2 separate regions of the Rattus norvegicus genome follow, and region 2 is linked to region 1. The links are chromatin contacts, called in public Hi-C maps. All regions are on one chromosome and are shown on one strand. Each heading gives the region's core, a stretch centred on a gene start, on an enhancer-like site or on the middle of the called end of the contact. The rest is flanking DNA. Distances are from core to core; before and after follow the strand shown. Region 1 has its middle 570 kb from the start of Rnf144b. Region 2 overlaps LOC120097909 (a long non-coding RNA gene).

What was found. A called contact is a pair of places that touch in the nucleus more often than the background predicts.
Region 2: a Hi-C map of Schwann cells shows a contact between it and region 1, with 15 times the contacts expected there. The contact joins two enhancer-like sites. A contact is called at or near these places in 6 of 12 Hi-C or Micro-C datasets (Schwann cells, frontal cortex, hepatocytes and 3 more).

The regions. Positions count from the first base shown.
Region 1 is chr17:17,195,387-17,200,705 of GRCr8, reverse strand. No RefSeq gene overlaps it. Among named protein-coding and RNA genes, the nearest start is that of Rnf144b, 570 kb to the left of the region's middle. Within about 2 kb of position 2,720, at least 5 of the 93 cell types and tissues checked have an H3K27ac peak or open chromatin away from gene starts, as enhancers often do. A contact at or near this core is called in Schwann cells, where this site is marked.
Region 2 is chr17:17,532,753-17,537,871 of GRCr8, reverse strand. All of the region lies in intron 1 of LOC120097909 (a long non-coding RNA gene), which reads right to left. Among named protein-coding and RNA genes, the nearest start is that of Rnf144b, 230 kb to the left of the region's middle. Within about 2 kb of position 2,246, at least 6 of the 93 cell types and tissues checked have an H3K27ac peak or open chromatin away from gene starts, as enhancers often do. A contact at or near this core is called in Schwann cells, where this site is marked.

The DNA of each region.
Region 1 (5,319 bases), core at 1,471-3,970:
TTAAGTTGTAATTTAAAATCTCGGTCAGTATTATTTAGGATTCGCCAATGTTTATGTAAGTGAGAGGAGCATGTCACAGTCAAGTGTCCCTTGGAATATGCTGTAGGAAATGTTTACTAAGACAAAATATTAAAGCCCAGGAGACCCATATATAGTAGTAGCTTGCCCCTGGGAAGCCAAACACCTAATTAATGATGCAGTTTTTAGAATCTTGGGTGAAAGGAAGTAACTTTAGAGGGCTTCGTGGATTATACAGAGCGTTTTGGTTGCTTCCCTAATGTCTGCCACTTTCTATTGAGGCCCTTTCCTCTGAGAAGGCCATCTCCATTGTCACCAGGTGTTCTAGACTGAGCTGTGCCACTCAAAAGTCATACAATAAAGCCTGACCTCTGCCCAGTGTGACTACATTGGCGATACAAAGCCAATTACTGTTAAACAAAGTCCCGAGGATGGAGACCCAACCCAGCAGTGCTGGCATCCCTAGGAGATTAACCAGAGACACCAGAGAGGACTATGTTCAGAGCAGGGAAGGTCATGAGAGGACACAGTGAGATGGAAACCACCTTTAACCCCAGGGAAATAAAAAGGCCTTGGGAAAAATCTAGAACGGCAACATCTCAATCTCAGATCTCTAGTCTCCAGAGCTACACAAAATTAAATTTCTGTAGACTAAGCCTTGTAGTATAATATTCTGTTATTGCTAGTAAAGTAATTTTGTCATACATGCCCTGGCTGTGCTAAATCATGAGTAACTGACACCACGACCCCACGAGTGTTGTCTCCCATAACCACTTGTCTCATGGTTTTTCCCTGGACATACCGGGGGGGGGGGTGCTCCTGTAACTCAATCCAAAGTGGATTTGTTTTCTAGCAGAGAAGCATGCTGTCTTATCTCTCACGTGTATAGCTGCAGCACCGTGGACCAGTGCCCTGCAAAGCTACCAGAGGAAGAAGAATGCCAAAGAAATGCGTTTGGAGTTCCGACCAATTCATGCCGGAAGTCCGAGCTTTTCAATCATGTGAACTAATGAGTCTCCTGGATGGTTCACACAGCGTTGTTTCCTTTCCTTTATTAGTGGTGCGCCCTGATGTGCAGGTTACCAGGGGCCCTCGGCAAACTGAACTCTGGCCCCAAAGAAGGCTCCCAGGAAGCTGTTGGTACCCAGGTGACTGGGTGTCCAAGTTGCCATTTCCAAGTTCCTCGGTGGGAAATTCGGTTTGTGCTTCGTTCTCGGTATTTATATTCAGATAAATAAGAAATTTATAATCACGTATGCGGCACATAAAGCTCAATGTTAAAATACTCAGTTTTGTTTCAGATCCACCTGGCTGTGCTGGCACAACGACTCTCACAATCTTTTTTCCTTCTATGGCTCCTGGTTAGAGTTGACCGAAAGCAGCATTTGCACCATTAGGAAAGTAGAATGGAGACAGTTAGCACCCAGGTGAGGAGTTCAGTCATGATTAGATGCTTCGAGAGCCAGAGAGGAGACAGGCAGTTCCGTGCCCTCTTTGTCCTGTTCCCACTTCCTAGAGACCCTCTGCTTTTGCTAACCTGCGCTAACCTCAGCTTGATCACCAGAGGCAGAGGCAAGATTCTCCTGCTGACTGCACCAGGTCTTCCTGACACTCACCTCAGGCTGGGCGTGCCTGACCTCATTCCCTGCCTTCTCCTGCAAGCTCCTACAAGTTCATTTGCTCCACTCCCCCCCACCCCAGGGCTGATGGGGGCGGGGTTCTCTGTACCCCTAGCCCTTCCTCAGCCTCTCACTCCCCCAACTTCTTGGGTGTGGCTCTGCTTCTATAAATAATATAGGCTTCACTCTATTCTTAGTGGGCTGGCTGTCCTGACAGACCTCTGACACACACACATATGCCTTCTGAAACAGCAACGGAACAGGGAAAGAGAGAGAGTCTGAGTGGGAAAGAACGATGCTTTAAATAACACACCCACGGGGTTCGCACCTAGAAAAAGGCATGGCAACACAGAGCTGAGGGGGTAAGGAAAACAATTGTAAAATTCATTCTAAAGTACACGAAGACCATTCAAATAATAATCAGAATTATGAAAGATTTGGCTCCAGCTACGCTACTAACTACACATCTTAAAATGGTACACAAACATAATAACCACAGAAAATGCTGTGTGATTTTCTTTAGCGCCTTCCCTCCTAAGTTGCATTTTCTAAAACCTTATGGTATCTTGCTGGGGCAGAAGAAGAAAAAAAATTCAAGGCCGAGATTGTTCTGTCAGCTTTTCAGAGGAAAAGGGGCTCTGTAGGTATGCACCACAGGAGCGACATGCACATTGCTCTGCTGACTGCTGGAGCTTAGCCATCTACTTTCCTGAACATAGGGCTCCCTCCAGTTCTACCTTGTCTTTGCAAGAGCTGCTGTAGAAAATAAATACCAGGAGTGTAAGCAAAGCAAGAGAGGGAGTCGGCCCCCAAGAAGCAGAAAGCGGTGGTGGTGGTGGTGGTGGTGGTGATGATGATAAAAGAAACTCCCCCTCTGGGATTCACAGAGTCCCATTTCTTCTTGGTTTTAGACGGGGATCTGCACTCAGTTATGTACTCCAGAGAGACGAAATCCTCTAACCAAACAATGCGCTAACAGGGGACCCTGCGCTCCTGTGTTTTTCTGCAGTGGCTCCAAGGAGTCGGTTTCCTGGCAACCTGCCATGGTGCCTTTCTCGCTCCGAAGCATCATTGGCCTCTAGGGGGAGCCCATCGGCCGTCAACCTCTGAGGAGCTCCTCAGGGCTGGCTGGCTGGCCCTTGCAGAGCAGTTAGGGCAGCAGCCAGAATAAGGTTATGGCAAGGCGTAGGCATTTGATAAATTGGTATTTCGGGCCTCCTGGGCAGTGGGCAGCTTCCTGGTGGACAATTGCTGATTTTCTAGACTTTGAAGCTAAAAACTGTGTAGGAGACAGAGGTCTTCTGGTTTTGGATCTTGGCTAATAGAGGTCTTCCCTATCTAACGATCACAGGCCAATAAGCATCCGGTTTGGCGGTGAAAACGTCTCTCTCACTTCTGGTTTGTCTTACTAAAAGCTGATTAGTCATGAGTTGAACTGTCTAATGACTTAAGACAATCTAGCAATGCAAAATGTTCTCCATTTCGTACACCTATTTTCTGCCTCTAAAGATTTCTTGGAGAAAGAAGTCGTTTAAACAGGAAAATAAGGTGAGCAAGCCTTTTCAGTTTAACGAGAAAGCTTGTGCACCCGGAGGACCACCGGAAGAGGAATTTGTTTTTCCGTGGGTACTACGTCCCAGCACTACATTCCCAAGCTATCATTCTCCCCAACCCTCTATGTATGTACACTTTGCAACTTAAATCAGGCCAGAGAACAGACCCCAAGGGCTGAAAGGAGAAAGCACCCTGCCTTCCTCTCATAAGAACACCAGCCCCGGGGGCTGGTACCAGGCCAGGCCAATCGACAAGGTCAGCGCTTGGGAAGAACCTTGGTCTTCTCCCTAGCTTCTTGGTTTGGTTCTTTTTTTTTTTTTTTTTTTTTTTTTTTCCGGAGCTGGGGACCGAACCCAGGGCCTTGAGCTTCCTAGGCAAGCGCTCTACCACTGAGCTAAATCCCCAACCCCCCCTTGGTTTGGTTCTTAACACATTCATTTCCTATTTTGAAATTATAGAGGTGATGGGTTGAGGTAAATAAACTGAAAATCATCAGTCAAAAGTCTAATATGGTGTTCTTTAAGCGTTTAGTTCTTCCAAAGGTAGAGGAAGGGACTAGTTATACTAGGGAAATCCTGTAATGGTTTTTCTGATGGTAACACTGCTTATATGTGCTTATTATCCCCCTGTTATTCTACACAGCTTCAACCTACAATAGAACAGGTGGTCTATGTTGTCTTCTTATCTCAGAATCCTAGTGAGCACAGTGGTATACTGCTTCCACACTTTCATGGAGTGAAAGTCCAACCTCCCACCTCCGAGAATGTATATACCAGACTGCTTACCTACAGTCTGAAATTGAAGGGTACAGGCATTCATATTTTAGGAAAAAAGTCTCTTAAATGCTTGCTTTCCCCATTCCTTTTATGGTGACTTGCCCATAGGAACAGAAATCCATCTATGTCATGGTGCCATCAGGGACTCAGAGGACCTTTCAGCTCTTGGAAAACCAGGCAAAGGCTACATGTATGAGTGAGTGGCAGCAAATATTTCAGACCAGCAAGAGGGAGGTAATAAACATGCTAGATTTCTGTAATGGCGTCTACATCCAAATCTGTTCAAAATGTAGTGAACAACGGAGCATGAGGTGCCCAGCTCTGGTAATCCATCTACAACACAACTCCTGCACCTAAGGCCCAGGGACCATCACAGAAGAGGGGGTAGAAGGACGGTCAGAACCAGAGGACCGGGATGTCTGCAGCAGGATAGCATCTTCTGTATATGATAGGAAAGCTGTGCCCATGACATCTCAACAGTATGATTGCCTACACATGCCCTGCATAATAGCGAAACCCGTTGATGTATCAATGTGGATGGGGGAAATCCTACAGGGTTCCTCCCCCTAGGTGAAGTGCTCTAGGCAATTGAAGGCTTCCTATAGAGGAAGAATGGATCTTCTCCAGCAATAATTCAACTAATAGGTTATTAGCCCTAAGAGCAGCGCTAAAAGGACTTAGTGTGTGTGTATACATTTACACTTGTATACATATATGTATATAAACACATGCATGTAAGAAAATATAACAAAGAAGAGGTCATGAATTGGAGAGGGAGTTGGGGGTCTTGATAGGAAATGGAGGGGGAAAAGGGTAGGGAAGGTGAGGGTGAGGCACACCCCTCTGTGAACAGTGCCTCTGGTCTTCGCCTGGTGATGGGGAAGGAGTATCTATTAGCTGTGTGCTTTTTAAAGAGGGGACAACCTGGCTGCCTTTCTAGATGACTACGATCCTCTCCTTGTGTCCCCATGAAAGAAGTGGAGGCATATCAAAAAGAATAAATATTGCTAGAGGAAACAGGAAGGGATAAGGGGAGGAGAAAGTATAAAATTGAAAAGATAAACCAGACAATACTTAACGTCACAGAATGGCTGGAGTGTATGAAAGGCTGGGGTGACCATTGTCCCACCAGGGAGCCATTCCCCTTCTTATGTCAGTGAGAGAGAGAGAGAGAGAGAGAGAGAGAGAGAGAGAGAGAGAGAGAGAGATCCCTTGTCCTTTGAAACTAAGGTTAATGCTTGATAATTGATTTATGTAGCTAGAACAGCGCCTTAGCAACAACCCCAGGCAGGATCTGTTCCCTCCACATTCTGTGTGGTAAGGTACAGATCCTTTTCCAATGTAGCAGATCT
Region 2 (5,119 bases), core at 997-3,496, 340 kb before region 1:
ACATAAACTCTCTTCTCAAGGATACCAAGGCGGAAACCAGGGCAGATACTGAGGCTAGAAACATGGTTGAATGGCAAAATGGCTGCGGGAAAGAAATCAACGAAGAAGTAGGATGTGGGGGCATCTTAAAGGAATTGTATCACGACTAATCTGGATGTGTTTTAGAATTCTGGAGTTTCTCTGATTAAAGGAAAGTTGCACCCCTTGGTCAATAGAGACATCCAGCCATTAGCTGTATTGTGAACTTACTGTGTTGAATAAATAAATGACTATTTGGAATACTGCTTTACTGTGTTAGACTGTAGATATATTTTTTCCTAGAAAATTAAAACTATTTGTTTATGGTGTGTGGTGTGTGTGTGTGTGTGTGTGTGTGTGTACACTCGTGCGCATGTGCGGTTGTGTGTTGCAAGTGTGGTGAGCATGAGGGAGTGAGAGGACAACTTCGGGTGTGGCCCTTTCCACACTGAGACAGTATCTCTTGCTCTTAGCTCCCTGCTGTATAGGGAAGCTGGCCCCCAGAGCCTGCTGATTCTCCTGTCTTCAGGCTCACTTTCTGGTTGGGGTGCACCTGTGGCTGCAAATGCATTCACGGCTCTATCCAGCTTCTTATGTGGTTTTGGGGATCCGAACTCACGTCATCAGACTTGAGGCAAGCTCTTTTTATTTAAGTCAAATTTATTTATTTATTCATGTTACAATCCAATATCAGCCCTTCCTCTCCTCCCAGTACCCTATCACAGAAGTCTTTCCTCCATTCCCCTTAGAAGGAAAATTTCCCCTCTGGCTGTCAGCTCCCACTCTCCTGTATCCCCCACTTTCCACCCCCACCCCACCCCACCCCACCCCACCCCACCCCACCCCACCCTGCACATCAAGGTGCTGCGAGACTAGGCACATCTTCTCCCACTGAGGTCAGACAAGGCTGTCCATTTAGGAGTATGGGATTCACAGGCAGGCAGGTAGGCAACAGGCTCAGGGACAGCCCCTGCTCCAGTGTTTGGGGGACCCGCATGAAGACCAAGCTGCTCATCTGCTACATACGTGCAGGGGGCCTAGGTCAGCCCGTGTATGCTCTTTGGTTGGTGATTCAGTTTCTTGGAGCCCCCAGGGGTCCAGGTTAGTTGACTGTTGGTCTTCCTGTGGGGCCCCTGTCTTGAGGCAAGCTTTTTACTCATTGAACACCCCCCTCCCCCGTCCTCAGGCTAGTTATCAGTGGTCATTTCATGCCACTGGGGGCCACTTCTTCTAAGTTCTTTCTTTCTTTAAAGAATTATTTACTTATGTGTATGAGTACACAGTAACTGTCTTCAGACACACCAGAAGAGGGCATCAGATCCCATTACAGATGGTTGTGAGCCACCATGTGGTTGCTGGGATTTGAACTCAGGACCTCTGGAAGAGCAGTCAGTGCTCTTAACCGCTGAGCCGTCTCTCCAGGCCCTGCTTCTAAGTCCTTTATAAATTGTTGCTCCATGGTCATTAGTTCCCAAGTGGGGAGAAGAAGGCCAATAGTCTTTCCAGTCTCTAATCAGGTCACCACGAAGGAGCGTATCCCTCACAACCACTGAGTTATTACCAAGACAAGAAAAACTCAAAGTTTTAACCATCATAACCAAAGGAAAGGGCTTTAGTCTGGGCAAATGCCCAGCTGCTAAGAGCACTTGGTGGTCAAGACAACCTGAGTTTAGTATGACTGGAGGTTCCTTATCACTTGATAACTCCAGTTGTGGGTATACACATGTGTCATCCACACACACACACACACACACACACACACACACACACACACACACACATTTTTTTTTTTTGGTTCTTTTTTTCGGAGCTGGGGACCGAACCCAGGGCCTTGCGCTTCCTAGGTAAGCGCTCTACCACTGAGCTAAATCCCCAGCCCCACACATACATTTTTTAAAAGAAGAGATATTTGCTGTCCAATAAGTGCTTTGCACATAAAACACATCTGACTTGTCTGACTTTCAGGATGTTTACTCTTGGATAATGCCTATAGTCAGTAATTTGTAAATTTTTATAAAAGGTCATGAAACTTTGCGCTCACGTGACTGACAGTGCTGTGTCTCCAGGACAACAAAACTTGCCCCCGGGGAATGAAAAGATGACCTGCACATGCGTTTCGTTGCCATGACAGCAAGCAAAACAAAAACGACTGCTTAGTGTTTCTATTGGCCGTGTGGGTGATAGTGTAGGCACGCCCATTCACTTTGATTTCAAGCACACAGCACTACCAAGATGCACTGTGTGCTGTGCAAACCCAGTTTGGTGGTCCTGGGCTGGTTACTGCTAGTCGTGGGAATCACTCTTGCTCTCTAAATTAGAGTTCACCTTTCTTACGGTCTTGTTATGTCACCCAGGGCAGCTGGGACTCTCACTGTAACCCAGATTGCCCTCAAACTCGTGACCCTTTGCCTCAGACCCCCTCATCCCCAAGCACTGTGCTTAGAAAAATCTTCCACTCTACCCAGCTTGACTTTCTTATTTCTTAAGTTAAGAAATTTCAGAGTATGGTTCCAGGGACAGAGCTACAGATGTGCTTGTTAAATGGCTTCGGTGTTAACTTGTGAATTTCCATTAAGAGCAGTCGTTTAGAGTCTGGAAGATGGCGAAGCGAAGAGCATTGCTCAATGTTGATTTGTCAAAAGATTACAGTTTAGCCCTTGAGATAAATGTTTCCCAAAATAACAGCTTTTGGGAAACTTTGAGCCCCGTTTGAGTCCTCGCTCGAGAACTAAGAGGCCTTTCATATTCCGGGGGCAGAATCCCGAGTACCAACAGAAACAAGAAGCCCTCAGTCCCCCTCACTCCGCCTGGGGACCCGTGGCACTATTATTAGCACGGCATACAAAATAGATTTGGTAAACACTGGAGACGTCCTGCCAAGGACCATCTCAGAGACATATGGTCTTTTGTAAGTGCCACAATCGTTGCAAACAAGCGAGATGTCCTAATTAAGAGGGAGCTCTTGTCAGACATCTTGTTCTAAAATTTACCATTGAGCTTCTGAAACACACAGGCAGAACTTCAGAGGTTGGGCAAAACACCAGTGCCTTTTCCCAGGGAGATGATGGTTCAACTAGAGGGCTGCCATCTCGACTTTCACCACTAGAGGGAGCGCGACTACGTGGAATCAGCCAGGAGTCGCCTTCAAGGGTCCAATCTGGCTCCCAGGTCTCCCATCAGGATGGACCTTTGATAGCTTTTGGAGACAGTGGGAATGTAGAGAATGAACTCCACCTTTCTTGCTCCGTAGGGTTAGGACATGCGCATTATTTCCTCATGTAACAAACTTCTGTAAGTAGAGTGCACATTTCGCTGAATGACTAAATTCAGCGTGTGTGGGATAAATAGTCATTCTTCCAATTTGCCTTGCCTCGCGTGGGCGCTTGGCTTCTCCCCTCACAGCTCCCTGTTTTGTGTTTAACCATTAAATCTTTGTAATGATTTTTACGGGATAGAGTTGGACTAGTCCAGGATTCTGAAAAGGTCTTCCCAAATACTTTTTCTGTGTTGCCTTGACAGAGCGTTAACTTTTTCCAGGTAAGGGACCTGACCTTGAGTTACACAGTTCCTGTTCCCGGCAGAAACGCTGCTGAGAGTCCGTGATTGACAAGAGTGGCGGACGAATGGCTTTCTTTTCATGGGGGCGGGGGGGGGGTGGCGCCCATGAAGAATGGGACACAGTTTTGATGCTCAAAGTGTCTAACCATGTTTCCTCAACATATTGTCTTATATGTATACATATATGTATATATTCCTAAATAAGAAAATGCAACCTACTCAGTAGTGCTACTACTTGTGGGTCGGTTTTCTGAGCTGACCGTTGCTAATGATTAACCAGTTGGCATGCTCTTCCCCGGGGAGCCTATTTCTCAGCTCCCAGCATTCCTTGGTTGCCTGTGGCTCTTTTTGTTGAATTGCAGGCTACTAAGGCTGAGCCTCCTGAGGCCTCCTGGGATTCCTTCCTTCCACATAAGCATGTCCACCGGTGTCAGCCTTGATTATCTCCAGTTTAGGCTCCTGTATGTATGTGTGAGCATAACAGAAATCAGAATAGTGGTGGGTCAACGAAATACTCTAAAATAAGCATTACCCCGTTCTTTCTCATTGTAAGCACCTCCCCAATATATGTACAGGGAAAGGGGGGTGGTTCCTAAGGGAATGGCTTTACCAAAAGACACTGGGTTAGACAGCGGCTTTTTGTGGACGATAATACTTCATATTTATTTAGTTTTTGCTATTTGGCAGTTTCATAATGCTTCTGACAAACTTTACTTATTTCACCCCTTACTCCCCTCTCTCCTCCTCCTTCCCCAACTGAAACCTTCCAACAAGTCCCCCTCCTACCTTTGAATCTTGTGTGTGTGTGTGTGTGTGTGTGTGTGTGTTCCTGCTTGTGTGCACCACTGGGTTTAATTAGGGATGTTTGTATGAGCATAGTCCAACTTATTTATCATTCATCTATCTACCTATCTATCTATCTATCTATCCATCCATCCACCCACCCACCACCCACCCATCCACCCACCCACCCACCCATCCATCATCCATCCATCCACCCACCCACCCACCCATCCATCATCCATCCATCCACCCACCCACCCACCCATCATCCATCCATCCATCCATCCACCCACCCCCACCCACCCATCCATCATCCATCCATCCACCCACCCATCCATGTATAGACATTTTCACTCACTGAACCTGGAGCTCATTGGTTAAGTGTCTTAGATGGGTGGCCTGAGTGTCAAGCATTTGAATCACTGAGCTCTCTCCAGAGCCCCTAAAACCATTCTTGCTCTAAGGGAAGGGAAATCTGATGTCAAGGTGTTGAGAACAAGACTCAGGTCTCTTGGCCTGAGTCCATTCTGTTCCACGATGCAAATGGGAACAAGAGAGATTGCTGATCTTAAAAATAGCTCGTTCTCCCAAATTCTAAAGCCAAATTAAGTACCGTGACTCTGGAAGGGATTTCTAAGTCAGAAAATGAGCAAGACATACACAAAAGAAGGCTCTCACACAGACGAGAATTCTAACAGGGGGCAGGACTCCCTTGGAAAGAAGGCTTATATCTTGCTTTTGAATGAACCACAGGGAGAAC